2 separate regions of the Danio rerio genome follow, and region 1 is linked to region 2. A link is a contact called in public Hi-C data. All regions are on one chromosome and are shown on one strand. The core of a region is the stretch at or near the end of the contact, and the rest is flanking DNA. Distances in the headings are between cores, read along the strand shown.

What was found. Hi-C and Micro-C count contacts between places; a contact is called where the count stands out from the background.
Region 1: a contact with region 2 is called in a Hi-C map of embryo, with 2.6 times the contacts expected there. The contact joins two enhancer-like sites. A contact is called at or near these places in 1 of 18 Hi-C or Micro-C datasets (embryo) and 1 of 4 datasets of contacts at active chromatin or transcription factors (caudal fin).

The regions. Positions count from the first base shown.
Region 1 is chr21:22,011,621-22,018,372 of GRCz12tu, reverse strand. All of the region lies in intron 3 of LOC141379854 (a long non-coding RNA gene), which reads right to left. Among named protein-coding and RNA genes, the nearest start is that of gadd45gb.1, 31 kb to the left of the region's middle. Within about 2 kb of position 4,187, at least 3 of the 62 cell types and tissues checked have an H3K27ac peak or open chromatin away from gene starts, as enhancers often do.
Region 2 is chr21:21,831,391-21,837,756 of GRCz12tu, reverse strand. No RefSeq gene overlaps it. Among named protein-coding and RNA genes, the nearest start is that of efna5a, 36 kb to the left of the region's middle. Within about 2 kb of position 3,161, at least 21 of the 62 cell types and tissues checked have an H3K27ac peak or open chromatin away from gene starts, as enhancers often do.

The sequences.
Region 1 (6,752 bases), core at 2,938-5,437, 180 kb before region 2:
TGGCAGATTCTAAGGCCGACTAATCAGACGGCTTTACTCTAAACTACCTTACTGCAGGAGAAGTGAACACTCTGCCAAATGTATAAGAGCGAAAATGCGGAGCTCACATTCCACGGGTCAGCATTGAGAACCACATGCCTTGAGTTAGGTTTGAACAGCGGGACCACATGGTATGCGGCCAGGTCTAAAATCCATCTATGTGTTTGGATAGGGTCTGATTCTGTTACATGTCAGTCAGTTATGAGGGCAATAATACCTTCAGTCAAACGCAGGCCAAAAACACTTCCAGAGCTCAAGCTGTAATGCTGTCTGGCCTTCAGAATCATACTCAGTTGGCTTTGTTTTATTCCTTCTGGACATTTTATTATTCACCTTTTCGGTCATTTTACTGAACGTGTACGCATGCTAAATGTTGACTACTGTTATTATATGTCAAAGTGCAAAACAAAACAAATGAGGGCTCTGCCAGGATAAGCACATAAAGCTTGTGAACGAGTTCAACTTAACTTGTTAAAAAGACATTGTGGGTTGATGGTGCACATTTAGCAAAACCATAAAATCATGAGAAACTTGAATTCATAGCAGGTAAAAGACTGAAATAATGTTTGCTCCTTGGGTCTGTCACAATAATCAATATATCAACTTATCGCACAACATATGTAGATGACTTCAATCATTTTCGATGATGCAACACTCATCGGCCACTTTATTAGGTACACCTTTTAGTACTGGGTTAGACCCACTTTTGCCTTCAGAACCACCATAATCCTTCATGGCATGGATTAAACATGGTACTTGAAATAGTCCATAGAGATTTTGACATGATAGCATCATGCAGTTGCTGCAGATTTGTCGGCTGCACATTCATGATGTGAATCACCCGTTCCACCACATCCCAAAGGTGCTCTATTGGAATGAGATCTGGTGACTGTAAAGGCCATTTGAGTGCAGTGAACTCATTGCCATATTCAAAAAACTAGTCTGAGATGATTTGCGTTTTATGATATGGCACGTTATCCCGCTTTAAGTAGCCATCAGAAGATGGGTACACTGTGGTCATAAAGAGATGGACATGCTCAGGAACAATACATTGACTCAATGCTCAATTGGTTCTGTTACTTTTACTTTGCACTTTATTGTTAACATTTATTATTATTTATTTGTTTAGGATACGCGTTTTCACATTTAGATTCCAGTGCCTATTTATTAAATTGATAAAATGACAATAATAAATTAAATATTCTTAAAGAGTAAAATACTGTGTTCTTTGGAATAGTGTACATGCATTGTAATATTATATTGTCATTCTCTATATAATGAGTGGCATGAAATGGTCTTAAAATGACAATAATATCGTTTAGCACTATATATTTTGGTGCGATATATCTTACAACAAAAAAATAGATTGTAGACAGGCCTATTGCCCCTATGAATACAAAACAAGATTATAGTAAACTATTTTCAAGAAGTCTTTTAAATAATCCTGCTCTAAACCTCTGCTGAGACCAACAGATCTTTTACTGGTAAAAAAGTATCTTGCTGTTTCTTTGATAAACTGCTTTATTCATCTTTTGTAAGCCACTTTAGAAAAAGTCTTTTAGATTAGATTAAAATATCTTTATCGTCCCCGAAGGGTAATTAGGTTTACAGCAATAGCCGACAGTTGACAGCAACAAGTCACACTCAACAACAACAAAAAATAACAGTAAACAATACAATTACTCATGGAGAAAAAAAAACGTAACGCTTGTTTAGTAAGCCAACTGCAGTTGGAACAAATGAATACAAATATCTATTGGACCTTGCCTGTCTAGTATAAGTATACTTTCTGCCTGATGGCAGGAGGCAAAACTTTAAATAAAGTGGGTGGTTCTGGGTAGTCATTTCGACTAAACTAACGTCAAGATAAATTTGAGAAAAAAAAAGCCTTAATACTATGCAGTGTTGCCTGTTAGGACCTCTGTTTTATAATTTTGCAACATTTTGTAAACTGACAAACGTCACTAAATCAATAAATACAAACAAATAATAATAATAATATTAATAACTTTCGTTTTTTTTCACTTTTTAAAGTTACAATTTATTTCCAGGGCCATATGTGTCACAGATGTACTATGCAGTAAAGCTTGTCAAATGAGGATTATCAAAACAATAGCAAAATCAACCGCAGGTAGGACAAGGAGTTGTGACACTGGAATAACATAGTGCTGGGCGATTAATCGAAAAGTAATTGAAATCAACATTCACAACCTAAAATCAATCAAAAATTTTCCAAACAAATTTTTTTCAATCACTTTCTGTACCGTGGATTATACTTCTGAGCCGAGTGCATGCATATGGTACGGCACACCTCTCAAAAAATGTAACTATACATTGTGAAGACGCGTAGGGTAGCTTTGTAATTTGTCGGTTTGATAATGGTGACAAGCGTGGGTGGCACAGATTAATTTAAGTTGCTCAACATTGATGTTCAATAATTAATCATAGATAGTAGATAGTGTAAATAAACAAAATAATCATAGATAGTAGATAGTGTAAATAAACAAAATAATCACAGATAGTATATAGTGTAAATAAACAAAATAATCGTTCAATTATCATGATCGAGTTAAAATGTTCAGTTATTCAGGATTTTGATTTTAGGCCAAATTGCTCAGGGGATTAAATACACAAGACATGATTAAACTGAATACATACAGATGTGCGACACAGGTGGAACTAATGCAACTAACAAATGTCGGGAAAACAGAATAAAGGAAACACATAACATAAAAGCACATGAACCACAACACATGGGACATTACGACACAGCAATTACATGAACACAACACAAAGCACACCAGACCCCAGACATTTTGCCAACAAAATCTGTCAATATTATTTAAAATAATGCTTCAAATGCATTTTATTAAAAAAAAGTCAATCTTTATTTTGAACACTTAATACAGCCTCATCTGTAATGATGAAACCAAAAAGTAAAACTTACAACACTGGAATCTGCAGAGATGTGCAATACAGTGTTTAGCAGGCACTTATGTATAATGCATGGTCACATTTTTCTCAAGACCAGCTTTGCATCAAGCATGATCCTGCAGCTTGACCAGTGTTTAGAAGAGAACTGATAGGATTTATGGGAAGGCTGATTTTGTTTTTACAAACTAACACTATTATATATAGCCGTGTCAAAACCAGTCGTTTCAGACGTCTGATCTCCTGCACTGGTAGACATAACAGCAGATGTTAAAGAAAGATGAGCTACGTGGACTAAATGTTATGGTTTCATAAGAGATGGTGTTTATTTTATATTACCATCATCATCATCATCATACCATTATCATCTGCAGATCTCGAGATTTCACTGGTGTTTTTGCCATAACATAAAAACAAAAGTATGAGAGGCTGGCGGAAACAAAACAAGCTCATTCTTGCAAGAACCTGCAACATTTCTAGAACAAAAAAAAAAAGAATCAGCTTTTTTTGATGTGTGTTAGCATACTGTTCGGGTCAGAAATAAATGTGGATCTAACACTGCCTCAAACTGAAAAATCAAAGCTTTTCTGGCCCTCCACTTCACCCTCATTTATACCTCAACCTTTTAATCTTCCCACATATCTACACACATTCACTAATTAAATACCCACTGCTAAATATTTCAAAGAACGTGCTGCAATTAAATAGATAAAATCAGATGCTGAACTAAGTTACAAGTCTAAGCAACTGCGCACAACGTAATAACCGAGGAATGATATGTAAAAGCTTGACATAGATAAGATCCTGTCAGATAACATTGGATGTGCCAAAACCGCAGTGATTCATGAACAAACTATGCATTGTTGTTCACAGAAGAGAGATTATATTCTCTTCGCTGTAACACCGACGCGGTTTTCTGTCTTTTGTACTCCTCCTCTGTGTTTAGACAGAGGTAGCTGGACTCATTAGCTTCTAAATGGACATCATTTGAAGCCGTTTTGTGGACAGGATTTCTGTCTTCCGGTGGAAAAAGTAGGCAGATCAAAAGACCGAAAAGAAATATGCAGGACTCATGAATGTAAACAGAAAGTCAGAGTGGGAACTGTTTGTTTGCAGTGGTGACATGCTAATAATTTTTACTTAACAAGACAGTACAGCAGGAACGGGATGTTCCCTGTTATAATCATGGTACCGTGTTAAAACAAGTAAGAGCAAGCAATAGCTGGAAAGGCCTGTTCCCATCAGGTATGCATCTTTTCGTGCCATAACTGCAATAATAACTACACTGTAAAAATATGATCTGTTAAATTAACCATTGAAGATATAGCTCATGAATGATGATTCACAGATGTTTATTTAAGCTTTTGGATTGCATTACATCGATCTCTTCTCTGATAACTTTTGATGTTGAAGATTTTGCTCTCTACACTTTAATTACACGACTTTTATGGACATATTTTAGCAGTTTAAAACAATAAATTGTATAAGAACAATTACACAGTCATTACACTTATTATATAAAGACAAAAAAATATTGTTTAATAAACATCAATAAAAGTCACATTGTTAAACATTTCAACATCAAATGTTGACAGAGCAGAGATGAAGATCTATAACACTAATCAAAATCATAACACACTTATGAATCATGAGCTACAGGCAAATATTAATGAAATTATTTTGCTGTGTATATTTGTATCTGCCAAAAGGGTATGGTCATATACTGCGACAACAATTGCGATATAAAAGCATTGCACTAAAAATAACCATGATATTTACAAATTAAAAGTATACACATGATTACATTACATAAACCATCAGCATTATAATATGGTGCCAAATTTTCCCATGCAGTTTTTTGTTTCATTATATACTATGCCGGAGGGCGCCCTCACACAACTTCCAAAAGTGAAACTCGTAGTTGCAATAACTTGAGTAATAAGTCGGAAATTCCTTATTTTGACATTGACAATCCTTATATTGTGCAAATCAAAATGTAAAATTCTTTGCTTGATAAAATGGATGTGCAAAAGTGTATGTTTTCAGAAATTTGAAGCCAAAACATTAAGAGTGCCCTCTGGTGGCTGGCTGCAGTATAGGTTATGAAAGCAGCCCTTTTTCTTTGCCTATTGAAATGTTTATGCTTTTAGTAAGGTATTTGATGCTATAATGATTGACAGCTGTGATTGGCAGCTTCACAACATGAATCACTTAAACTTTTTTTCTGGAGTTCTAGGAAAAAAACAGAAGCTTTAACATTTCCATATGCTAACGGTACTGTTTCACACCAACAAAATATTTTATATAGTATATTAAACTCTAGGACTCGACTTAAGGAATGAGAGGGATCATAGATTTTTTTAGAGAGTTAAATGTATAAGCTAGTTAGATAAGTGAACCCCAAAACATGCATTAGCTAGTAGCTATGAATACTTTTTAAAAATGAAAATCCTCTTCACCGTCTCCTAATGACAAGATATCAGCAGCCATCTCTGGGACATTTTGGCTTTAACTTTCGAAAGTGGAAATAATTTAATGGATGAAATGTACAGAGAATCAACACACAACTGCAACAGAATATGATTTCCATGGCTTAAAACCAATTCTTATTAGGATAAACTATTTTTCTAATGCAACTCTATTCAACATATAGTCATTAGCACTGTATACAATACTATGAAATAGAGTTTCTACCACATTATGGGCTTAAAAGGATTCTAAAATTCACAGAGAGAAGTTTTAATTAAACTAGTTTAATTAAATTAAAACGTATGCAATAATAAAAAAATGTTGTTATTCTTTGCCAAGCTAAAATAGCTGGCTGTAATCTCCTTTATTAATTTTTCCTTGAAATATTTTACTATACACTTTAACGAATATCTGTTAATAAACAGGTTTAGTATTTTGTGATTCACAAGTGTTTTCAGTTTATATATGGTTGTGAATTGATTATGGGACCTTAATCTCTAATCTGTTGACTTTTGATGTTGAAAATTTCAACTCTACAGTTTAACAAAGTGGCAATTATTAAGATTTTAGTACTTATATAGCAATTATATAATGTATATGAAATACAATACATAGAGAAAGAAGTTCGTAAAATACCAGAAAATAATAATAATAATTCCTTACATTTACAAAGAGCATTTATGGACACTCAAAGTGGTTATATTTTTGGGAGGAATCTCCTTGTTTACCACTAGTGTGCAGCATCCACCTGGATGATGCTATGGCAGCCATCTTAAGCCATACCGCACACTACACACCAGATGATTGATGAGTTATAGTAATAAAGCCAGTTATGACATGGGGATGGTTAAGAGGCAATGATGGACAGATGCCGGGGTTAAACGCCTATACTCTTTTGGACATCCTGGGATTTTTAACGACCACAGAGAGTCAGGACCTTGGTTTAGCAGTATAGAGTCCCCATCAATATACTTGAGAGTTAGGACCCACACAGACTGCAGGTTGAGCACCCCTGCTGGCCTCTCTAACACCACTTCTGGCAGCAACCTAGCTGACCCATATGGTCTCCCATCCAGGTACTGAACAGGCGCAGCCTTAGCTTCGGTGCGCGACCATGTGAGAGTTGCAGAGAGCAAGCTTCCGGCTAAAATGTACTGGCAGTTTATTACAAGGTATTTGTATTATGATATACAACACCCACAAACAATATATCACTTTAAACTATTAAAATGTTCATGAAAGTCACTTTTTCAAACTTTTCAAGGTTAAAAGTGGTTGGAAGAACGATCAAGATCCTAAAATGCAATTCAAAT
Region 2 (6,366 bases), core at 1,912-4,411:
TTTTTTAAAATAGTACAGTGATGAAAAGTAAACAGTTTTTTTTTTTTTATCTTATAGGTATTATTAACATATATCAATACATGCATCAATCAAAAGTTACATGTATTTATATTAATATATTATTCATAATAAATATATTAAAAGAAAATCATTCATTCATTCATTTTCTTTTTCGGCTTAGTCCCTTTATTAATCTGGGGTCGCCACAGTGGAATGAACCACCAACCTATCCAGCACGTTTTACGCAGCGGATGCCCTTCTAGCTGCAACCCATCTCTGGGAAACATCCATTCACACTCATACACTACAGACAATTTAGCTCACCCAATTCACTTATACCACGTCTTTGGACTTGTGGGGGAAACCGGAGCACCTGAAAAAAACCCACGTGAACGCGTGAAAAACATGCAAACTTCACACTGAAACGCCAACTGACACAGCCGAGGCTCGAACCAGCGACCTACTTGCTGTGAGGCGACAGCACTACCTACCACGCCAGTATAATATTTTATTTTAAAATTGTAAGCAGTTGTTTATATAATATTCCAGTAGTTTTAACACTAGATTGTGTGTTAGACCAACTTATCAGGCAATAATTCATTTTGGAGAGGATCATAGAATTTAAATAAATCTTTGCAGAATTTCCTTTCCGTAGATAGAAGTTTCCTTACAAGAAAGGCAAGCTAAGCCTTAAATATTATTTGTAAAATACATACATAAAACAGGAGGAATGCAGTATTTAATAACAAAAATTATGCCTGCATATGGGTCAAAGACAAAAGGAGATTTAGGCATCAAAACAATAAAGGTGTAATCATTTTTTTTGGTATAGTTTCTATACCAAAACTCTTTAACAAAAAGACTCATTTGGTTATGTATTACCAGAATCAATTTAAGGCTCACAGTACAGCCCCCCAAAACCCTAATTATGTGACTATATTATTTAACTATTTATATTTTGCCACTTTCGTTAAAACTGTTAGTTCTGAATTTATTTCTGAAATAACACTTTTTAGCTGACTTGATAAATGTAAATTGATTTAATTTAAACTGCAAAATCCAGTAATCTGTACTGGACTATATTCTGTTTACTTATTAAGCATTTCCTTCAGAATTTTTTTTTCACTATACTGTAAAACCCAATAAGTTAACTTAAACTGTTGTGGCAAACCATTCAAGTTTTGAAACAAAATGGTTTGAGTACTGTAAACTTATTATATTGTGTCACATATACATATATCATTTGTGTTGTTATCATCAAACTTTTAGAATATTAGTAACTTGAACATTTTGCCAGCTATTAAGGCCCAATCCCAATTCTACCTCTTAGCCCTTCTACTTGAATTATACTTGATTTATACATCTGCGTCAAGCGAATGTGTGTGCTCCAGTGCAGCCTCCGCGTGGACTCATGGCCCTTGCTGTTGCCATCATCGCTGATGAGCACCTCTCAAAAAATTTAACTACACATCGCAGTGAAGCACAGCGGAAGTTTTGTGATTGGTCGGCTTGGTATCGCTGTCGAGTGTGGGCGGGACCGAGAGCCGTGCAAACCCGTTAGAGCGATTGTTGAGTGTCAAGCGAAGTGTCAAGTCTTGTGAAGGAGGTGGAAAGTCTTTTTTTGTGTTTGCCTTATGATTAAAGTTGTTGCACGTCTCCTGGTTCCCGCCTCAAAATGAGCGAGTTTGAGCTACTTCTACAATAAGGTAGTGTTCAGAAAATAAACAAAACACCAACCAAGAAACTCGACACTGATGAACATAAAAACCTCACTGCCAGCTAGCGGTTCGCAAGTGTTATTGCAGAGCAACACAAGCAGCACGCAGAAGTATAAATGTTCGATATTGTGCAAGGCATGCGCCATGGGTCACGCCAATCACTCGACATAGAAGTATTAACCAAGCTTTACCCATACCCCTTGTTTTGCGCATTCACATAAAGGGGTAGGGGTGTCCCAATGCTATATAGCTTGAAGGCGTAGGGCTTAGGGAAAGGGCTAAATATCCCTCGATACTGAGATTTTTCAGGCCCACACTCAAAACCAAGGGGTAAGAATATTTCCCAGAATACACCAGCTACAACAACAGCATGACTGCACATGGAAGTCAGGAGATGGAGAAATTAGTATTTTTTGTCATTATTTCAATTTTAACAAATCATATGTTTTTATGTAATCATAATGGCGTTCGTGTTTTACCATCATGTTTTTAAATAAAAACTGCTAAAATAAAAAAAACGCTAAATTTCGTTATCTATAATGCATAATAATAACTCATGTATAGTAGTTCCACAACATTATGTCACTCGATGGCGCTCGAATACTCTGTCAGAAAAGTCTAGTGGCTGGGAATGACCTTTTTACAGTGTCTGCTATAATGTTAATGTTGTTTTCTTGTATTTACATAGATGAATATATTTATATATTCAGTTTGAGTTACAATAACTCTTTTTCAATGAGTCAAACATTTTAAAAGATTATAAGTTAAGCTAACTTATTTCATTTAGTGATTTTCACTGTGAGGTTTGGCAGTGTGTATATCCAATATATTTTTGAAAGCTTAAAAATAAGAAAACAGTACTTGCAAAGAATTGTGTGGTTAAAAATGTTTTATGAGTCCAACTCAATGGAGTTAAACAAGAGTCCAGTCCCTCCTCCCTTTGTCACCCTCTGACAGTGTAATTTACGTTTATGGACTGCTGTATGTTTACAAGTGAGTCTGTTCCCGTAGCATTTAAGTTGAGTGTAAGGTTAAAACAGATATTTGTCATATTACTTTCTGTTGAATGTACATAATTAAGCAATGTAATACGTATAATACAGACTTATTGGTTTTTAAAACATCATCTAATAGGTTAAAGATTTGACAAACCAATATGCAAGAACTTTTGATTGATGCATGTTTTAAATAAACAGAGTGTTTTATAGGCGGCAGGCACAAATTTCCGTGCGGGTCTGGAGAGTGGGAGAATTGCAGGTGGGGCAGGGAAAAGCAGGATATAGGGATTGACAAGGAATCCTGCTTCATTTCAGCCTGTCCTGTTTGTATACAGCTCTGTCCAGGATGTCCTGTGTCACTGTGTGCTGAGTTAATGCTAATGTGCCTGCAATGCATGGGAAAAGGTTACAGACACCAGACACATGACATCATACATACCATAGTGTTTTGACAGGAGCTTACACAGAACAGAGCGTCCCCTTGTGGAGAACGGACACTGCGCAGGTCAAGCGTATCACTGAGCTTTGGGGGTCTGTTTGTGGAGTATGTGTAATCAGTACAAAATAACATTGTACCAATTTTTTTGGATTAATACTGATGTGTTGTGCAACCACCAACAAGTTTTAGACCGCTAAAATTACATCGCAATAAATACTTAAGAGCATTTTGGAGATAGCATATAGCTAGACCCAAGAGGAATGTAACCAAATACGAGTTCTTCACATTAATATTATTGTAGTTTTTTATATATATATATATATAGTTTAGTTTTTTTATACTATAGTTTAGTTTTTTATTTTACAGCCTGAAAAGTCTTAATTCTTCATGGAGTAGTTCAATTTGGTGCCTAAAATGCTAAGCAATAGATGCTTGAGAGCTTTTTGGAAGTTGTAGGATTTAGCTAGACCCAAGATGACTGAAACTTTTCTGCAAATAAAAATTTTCACATTAATAATGTTGTAGTTTAGAGATGTTATCTGGTCCATGGATATTTAGAGAAAGCCATATTTTAGTCTAAAAGTTCTTGATTCTTCATGGAGTACATTCAACATGGTGCCTAAAATGCTAAGCAATAGATGCGTAAGAGCATTTTGAAGGATGTAGGATTAATTTAGACCCAAGATGATGTTGATCCATAGTGACGTAAGAGCATCACAGAGTTTCTGCAGATTTGTCAGCTGAATATCCATGAGGTGAATCTCCTGTTCCAGCACATATCAAAGGTGCTCTGTTGGATTGAGTTCTGGTGACTGTGGAGGCCATTTGACTATAGAGAATTCATTGTCAAGATCAGGAATCCAGTTTGAGATTATTAGAGCTTTGTGACATACTGTGTTATCCTACTGGAAGTAGACATCACAAGATATTACACGATTATATGGAGTGTCAAGCTCTGCTGCAATAACCAAAAAGCTGCCAATAAAAAAAAATTCCCCAGCCAACTATTCCTCCAACAACAATGTGAAAAACAAAATGGTAAGGTGAATCCATACTTCTAAGTTGTTTACAGCACATTCTGACAATACCATCCAAATGTGGTGGTAGAAATTGAGTCATCATCAGACCAATTTTTATTGCCCAATTTTAGCCTCAGTTTTTGTGTTCAAGGTTGTACGTGTTGAGATGCTCTTCAGTAGACCTTAATTGGAACAAATGGTTAGGTTGCCTTTCTATCAGCTCGAGCCAGACTGGTCATTCTTCTCTGACCTCTGGAATCAACGAGACATTTTTCTCTCACAGAAGTGCTCTGGATATTTTCTCTTTTTCTGTGTAAACCCTGGAGATGGTTGTGCATGAAAAATCACAGCAGATCAGCAGTTTCTTAAACTCTCTGAAAAGCCAGCCTGATCTCATGAGGAAAAGTAATTATTTAATGTATTGTCAGAAAAGTTAGAAATTCGTATAGATTAACATGACTTCATTCGTATGAAAATGTACAGTTTTTAAAAGGAGGCAGGCATCCAAAACCTACTCCTAACCCTACCCCTCACTGGTGATGAGCAAATCATTCTACAATGTATGAATGAGATCATACAAGTGAATTTGAATAAGTTACTAATTCAAAAAGTTACACACTGTTAAAAATGCTGTGTTCCACATAATTCCCTCATCTTGTACCAACACACATCCACTAGGTTAACATAATTGCTTTTACAAATTGAAGTGGATTTAATATAAAACCTAAATTTATGAACTGTGTCATTTTAACTAATTTTATATAAGCTGCTTGAAGGTGCAGTATGTAAGTTTGACACCCAGTGGTGGAAAAAGGTATTGCACCCCTGGTTCAAAACACACGCAAGAGCAGGTTGTCAGATTGACGACACCAACAAAGGCAAAAATTTAAATTATGTTTTAAATAAAAGCTATGGTAAATTTCCAAATTAAAAGGAGGTTTTTGTCCTGACCAGCACCTGAAATTTTTATTTTATTTTAGAAAACTGACAGCGATCACATCAGGTATACCTCATGTGCTTTATTTAGTGTTAAATGCAAATAACGCAAGTTTGAATGCCATTTTACATGACATATATTGTCATACTACTGAAAGCAGCAGGAGATCTTGAAAATCTGTTTAAGAACTGTTGAAAATCTGAAAACTGATTGAAATTGAAATTTAGATCTGTGAAACGATGCAAAGGGGTGAAGCAGTGGGTAGGTAGTGCTGTCGCCTCACAGCAAGAAGGTCGCTGGTTCGAGCCTCGGCTCAGTTGGCGTTTCTGTGTGGAATTTGCATGTTCTCCCTGCATTTGCGTGGGTTTCCTCCGGGTGCTTCGGTTTCCCCCACAGTCTAAAGACATGCGGTACATGTGAATTGGGTAGGCTAACTTGTCTGTAGTGTGTGAATGTGTGTGTGGATGTTTCCCAGAGATGGGTTGGGGCTGGAAGGGCATCCGCTGCGTAAAAACTTGCTGGATAAGTTGGCAGTTCATTCCGCTGTGGCGACCCTGGATTAATAAAGGGACTAAGCCGACAAGAAAATGAATGAAATGACTCGATGCAAGCCAACACATATCAGTGATTTAACATGTATATTTTATAATGTTAAAAAGGTTTAATATGTATTCATTTGATTGTAAAATTTATTTTGTTGGAGTGCAGTTATAGCACTTTTCAGTGCTACTGAATGGATATTATAACTTTCTGTGGCGTTTCATCTGATGCAAACCGTCTAATTGCTTATCACTGCAAATCTCTTCACATAGAGTGTTGTTAGGACACAGGGTTACAGTGTAACCTGTTGACCTAATGTTTACGTTCGTAAACACCCAAATCACCTGTTCCCACATTGTGATGCTCAGTCTGAACTTCAGCAGATAGTCTTAACCACGTCTACATGACTAAATGCATTGAGCACTTGAACAGGTATACCTAATAAAGTGGCCGATTAACGTATATTCATCAACACACCTCTTCCAACTCTCCATGCAAAATCTGGAAATTAGCGAAACGTGTGCATTGAAGTGCTAAAAGCAAGCATAATTATCTTGGCTCAGCAAAGCGACAATAAAACTGCACATTCCTCATTGTGAGAGCCCTATGGCGAAACCAAATGGGGGTCTTATTAGCGGCAACCCTCTCACTAACAGCTCTTAATACTCAAAGAGACAGCATTGGCCTCTTGAATCACAGGGCCAAAGGTCTGGAC